Regions from separate parts of the Gossypium hirsutum genome. Here region 2 is linked to region 1. The links are chromatin contacts, called in public Hi-C maps. All regions are on one chromosome and are shown on one strand. The core of a region is the stretch at or near the end of the contact, and the rest is flanking DNA. Distances in the headings are between cores, read along the strand shown. Region 1 holds the start of LOC107922024 (protein NAP1). Region 2 has its middle 100 kb from the start of LOC107948535.

Region 1 (3,216 bases), core at 168-2,667:
AATTTTCATAAACTAAATACACATAAGAAAGAAATCTAAAAGTATATTTGAAAACCAAGAAATAGAATGTTATCCAACCTATATAGCTGCTAAGATGCCTGCAAGGAATTATGTAACTTAAATCATGCTGTGATGCGTACAGCACACATCAAAGACACTAAATCCTAGAATTTAAAGCCTTAAACTAGGAAGCAAATGAAATTTTGATAGGCCTTAAATCCCCTTTTGATAATTTATACTTTTGCAGGGCAATTAACCTCACCTGAACCCATGGTTCCAAACTCTGCAAATGAACTTCTGCATTACCACTCAAAGAATCCAGAGCAGCCTTATCAACCTGCACCGATTTTTATCAAAGACAATAGAACAATCAGATACTCACGAGTAGAAGAAGGCCTACAGCAACATGAAAAAATTCAGATCTCACACGCTCAAGTTGCAGTTTGCTGAAGTGCTCAGGGAACTTTTTTGAGAGAAATATACAAATCCTTGGATGGTTAGGAAAAACACTCGCTTTCCAAAATGCTTCCGAAAATGCATGGCCTATAGGTTCTGGGTAGTCCAGGATTTGGTTCAATCTATACATTTTGGCCATAAGGCCATCTGCAACTTCAACCAGTTGCGCTACCCACTGCATGTTCAAGCCCTTGTGCGATCCCACGCCCAAACTCTGGACCTGACCATCAGAATTCATGTACCTAGAGCTTCTAGATGAGAAAGGAGAAGTCGTGTCAAGACCCAAATACTCAGTCCACCTTGATGGACCCTCCCATTCCCTCGATCTCCCAGCCCTAGGAGATACGGATGAATCTTGAGAAGAATAGTGTTGCCGCGATTTCGCCATGGATGAACCAATTCACTTAAAGTTTCTGCAAATGGAAGTTCGATTAGGACCATAATTATATAGTCCCACAAACTGCATTGTAAAAAGTTTCTTTTCTCTTACTTTTTCCCCCTTTTTTTTTCAGTTCAGTCAATTCCAAGACGAAGAATCCAATGAATTAATTCAGTCAATAACTCGGAAAAGAAAAACGAACTAGTAGTACTTGCAAATATTCAAAATAACAACAAAATAATGTTAGCTTCGTGGAGCATTCCAGTGTTAAAAAAAATTAAGTAAAATATCCAACAATCAAAAGCCAAAAAAGAAAAGAAAAAATATTTCGATATTCCAAAATTAGACACTTAAAACATTAAAAAAAGGTGAGGAAGTTGAAAGGATTTTACCGGTGCTCAGCTTCACCACATTTTGTGAAGAAGCAGACAGAGACAGAAAAACAAGAAACTAGTATTTGTCGTTGAGAATGCCAAAAAAAAAAAAAAAGTTCGGTTGTCTTTCTTCGTCGTTTAGAGCATCAACTCCAGATCTGAAAGAAAATAAAGCGGAATCGTCAAGGCCAAACCAAGTGAGGGTTTATTTATAAATAAAATAAAAATTATTATCTGGATAATTTCACAATTTTTCAATTTTTTTTCTTCTGCTGTTTTTATTTATTTAATAATAATGTGAAAATAGCGCGTACATGGGAATAGTTGGAAGGACGAAATTTTCCGTTATTGGTGACGTGGCGGTCTTCTGTTTGCCCTTGCCCGGATACATATCTTCAGTACTAAACTAAATTAATGTAATAAAATTAACTGCTTTTATCGTATTCATATTCTGTACTTGTCCATCGCCATTTTATCCTAATTATCCATTCCGTACATGGAGAAAATACGTTTTAAGTGTATTTTTTTAATTTAGAATTTAGATGCAAATGATGGATTTGGGATTAAATTTTGGGAGCTTAGTAAAATATTTAAAAATTTTAAGAGTTTAATGAAGATTTAAAAAAAATTAGGGTTTAAATCAAATTTTATGAGATTAATGAAAATTTTTAAAATTTTTAATAAAATTTATTAAAAACTCAAAATAAAAATTAAAAGATGTAACTAGAATTTTCAAAAATTTGAGGGGTATAATTAATTTTTTTTATTGCAAGAGAAATGAAAATTTCTAAAATTTTTCGAGACATCTAATTAAAATTTTATAAAAAAATCAAAGAAGAAATTAAACCTTTTTCAAAATTTTGGGAATGCCAAAGCCCCCTAGGGATCGATCTTTGCTTAGACTATTTATCTTTTATTTTTAAGATTTTAGGTTGAGTTTAGTTTCATTTTACTTTTTTAGATAATAAAAGATATTAATGAAAAGGCATTGATTAAAATTTTCGAAAATATTTAAAAAAAATTAAAATATCAAAAAATTAGAAAGCAATAAAAAATTAATAATATTTTTGTAAAATTAAAAAAATGAAAACAATTTTTTTAACTTTAAATTTAATTAATTCTTATTTTCTCAACAATTTTTAAATATCAAAATATCTTATCCTAGTTCGAATCCATATAAACCTTGTAACTTTTAATTTTCTTTATCATGTTTCTATTATAAGAAAATAGTGTATCAAATTTCAAAATTTTTATTATTGAAAATGAATTTTTATTTTACCAAATGTGTTTTTAAATTTTTAAAAAATATAAAATGAAAACAAATTTAAAAAAAATTAGAAAATGATAACAAAAAAATACATGTCATTTAACATTTCAAACATAAATATCTAATCATTATATCTCAATTAGATATAAGTCATAGCATATCACAAATGTAACAGCCCGATTTTAGGCCTAGTCGGAACAGTGGTTTCGGGACCACAAATTCGACGAGAGAAAATATAATTATTATTATATTTTTATGGTCTACAATTTCAATGAAAAATTTCGTGAAAATTTCGTTCGAAAATTTCAACGTTTGGGCACTCAATTTAGCCAAAAGAACTAAATTGTAAAAAGTGCAAAAGTTGAGTTCTACATGTTAGAAGTGTCCAATTGTTATGAAATTTTAAATTGGAGATCCTTAAATGGTAATTAGACCATTGTTTAAATTGTGGACAAAAATGGACATGAGATAAGTGAAATAGGAAAATTTTAAGTTAGGGGCATTTTGGTAATTAAAAAGTATTAAAAAGACAAAATAGGCCAAAAATCATCATCTTCAACCTCATGGCCGAAATTAGCAAGGGGGAAGCCATGGTTAGGGTTTTCAAGCTTCCAAGTTCGATTGTAAGTCCATTCTAACCCCATTTTTTAATGTTCTTTACATTTTTGGAGTTCTAGTAACTTGATTTAGCTTATTCTAGCAATAATTTAACTTAGGATTTATATTTGGAAAAATACCCA
Region 2 (2,816 bases), core at 173-2,672, 200 kb after region 1:
CCAAAGTTGAAAATGCATCCAATTGAAAGCATTTTCCTGTCATCTCCATTGAAAACGCATTCAGCTAGACACATTTTTCCTTTCTCTCTCCAAAATCGGCCTAATCCAATAAATTTCGCAAAAATCAGCCTAATCCGATAATTATGATTAAAAATCAGCGTTTTTGGGTAATTCACCCCAAGTAATACATGTAGGAAATACATTCAGACACATAAGTACTCAATCGAACACCAAACAATCAATGAAGAATGCACAAGAACACTTCTTATAATACTGGCAATACTCTGATATGTGTTATAATCGACTTAATCAATGACCAACCATCACACCAAATAACACAAAGCACAACAATAACATACTCATGGATGCACAAGATAATTTGCACCATACAGTAAACAATAGTGGACCCATATACTCTATGGCATGCCTACTATGTCCAAAAGGTTACAATATATTTGACTGATAAACCACACATTTAAATTAACATTAATATAAGACAGTTGAAATTAGAGATCACAAATCGAATTTTTTAAGTATCGTTACTTAGAAACGTTCAATCCTCGACAATATTCATTTCCGACACTTCGCCTACTTTTTAAGGAAAAAAATATACGGATTTATTAAAACAAAATCTAAGTTATCATGAAAATTAGTTTAATTTTAATCTTAAACAAATGTTAGTCTTATTACAACTTTTAATCCAACAAAAATTAAACGCGAATGATCCTAAATTAATTCAATGCATTTTATTCATTTATACTTGAATTAATTAAGATTCAACTATCGATATAACTTCTAATTAATATACACTATTTATAACTTAAGTCTAAATTAACTTGAATCTAATGTAATTAATATTAACCAAAATATATCGACTAAAAGTAATCTAATCTACAAGTTTTATCGATCTTAAACTAAACAAATTTTATAGTATTCCAAAATTAATCTCAAACTAATCCTAAACCAAGTGGGGAGCAATTGGTTGTAACACGAAACCAAATCAATCTCAAGGGCAACATGGAACGAGATTATAACAACAAATAAAAGCAACTACAATCCTCAATTGAAATAAATAAGATAGAAAGGCCAATCCAAAATCTAACTACCAATAATTGGAAGCAAGCGGTGACAGCAAATAGTTGTAGATTTCTAAAGCAAACTGTGGAGCAAATTGCAACATATGGAATGACACTTCACAACAATTTGAATGGTAATGAAGCAGAAATAATCGGTTAACAATAGGACAGTAAAGCGCCACTAAATTAAGACCGATTGGTGGGGAGATTTAAGCCAAATAGCAGCAGATTTTTGAACATGTTCAATTGGCAATTGGAGGCTGATTTGACAACAAAGTGCAGCAATTTTGGAACATCAAATGGTGGCCAATAGCAGCTTGATTTAGAAGTGAGGCAGTACCTAGTTCAGCAGCAAAATAGCGGCCTAGATTGAATGGCAGTTGATCAGCATAATAAATCAAAGCAGGGGCCGAAATAAGAAGAAACAAAACTAGAACCTGGCAGTTGAAGCTATTGGAGCATAAACAATCAGCAACAAACCTAGATAAACTTGAAGCTTGAATCAGCCAATTGAAACTCTATAATTTGGAGCAGTTGGTGCAAAAACGAAAGAGTAATTTGGCAGCAGGCATTCGGCAAAATTGGCAAGAAACTGGACTGCCAAGGGAAGATAAAGGAGAAAATTTGTGGTTAAGGACTCCTATTCTAATCTACTTCTAATTATTAAAATAAAACCAAATTATCCCAATAAAATAAAATTCCTAATATAATTAAACTAAATAATAATAATGCACAACACACTGCACTGACATATTGAAATTGAAAAAAAATGGATTTAATTCCAAGATTAATCCCCCACTAATTGTTGAAAGTTCAATTTAATCCTTAAAACAAAATCAAATTTTAGTTTAGTTTAGTTTAGTCTCGTCAAATAAATTTATGACCCGTAAAAAATATTAAAAATATAAATTTTATCATTTCATCTGAAAATTTTGAAGTAATTTATTATATTCAAATTTTTTATTGAACTAATCTCGTTTCAATATGAAATTCAATTTCAAAATTTTCGAGGTGTTGTATATTAAAATATTAATAAAATTTTTATATATAATCAATTATATATTTTTTTATTACAATACACTAAATTACACATAACTATTGATTCTATAACGTGTATTAGTATATTATGCAAGACTAGATTGTGCATACTATAATCTATCATATATATTATTTATAATTAATAAAATTTATATAATTATATCAACTTCATAAAGAGTTTTTTATATTAACATTATGAGCATTATTAACAAGTTTAACTGAATTTAGGTCAAAGTTGTAATACTATTATATAACAATATATTAATAGATGTGTATATATATATATATAATTGGGATTTTTTGCAGCCTGTCAATACCTCAAATGTTTCTTCACCTTCGTATTCATGTGTACCATGTCCCAATTCCACATAATGTTCAACTTCCACTTAGTTGGCTATGTCTTACTTAAGTCCACTAAGGAACATCGCCTTGGTGGCCTCAAGGTCTTCCACAATATTGAATCAAATCATGACTATCTCCATCTCTTTATAATAGTCCTCCATGGATTAAAACCTTGTGTTAGCCTTTATAGAACATACTACGTTGCAAGCTCATAAAACTAACTTATACATTTGACTCTATTAAAATAATATTATTTTTGGAATAATTAATCTGAAATCAAATTCTCTAGTAGAGTCCAAGTAGGAGTGTAACTCTTCTACTTCTTAACCACCGATTGCCATTCGTCGTCGGCCATCGAGA

What was found. A called contact is a pair of places that touch in the nucleus more often than the background predicts.
Region 2: a Hi-C map of hypocotyl shows a contact between it and region 1, with 2.2 times the contacts expected there. The contact joins the enhancer-like site here to the promoter of LOC107922024 in region 1. A contact is called at or near these places in 3 of 34 Hi-C or Micro-C datasets (callus, hypocotyl and petal).

Annotation. Positions count from the first base shown.
Region 1 is chrD01:39,676,797-39,680,012 of Gossypium_hirsutum_v2.1, forward strand. LOC107922024 (protein NAP1) reads right to left here and starts at 1,418. Exons shown (of 24, transcript XM_016851848.2): 1 at 1,228-1,418; 2 at 428-869; 3 at 263-337. The coding sequence starts at 844.
Region 2 is chrD01:39,874,794-39,877,609 of Gossypium_hirsutum_v2.1, forward strand. No RefSeq gene overlaps it. Among protein-coding and RNA genes, the nearest start is that of LOC107948535, 100 kb to the right of the region's middle. Within about 2 kb of position 1,423, at least 3 of the 9 cell types and tissues checked have an H3K27ac peak or open chromatin away from gene starts, as enhancers often do.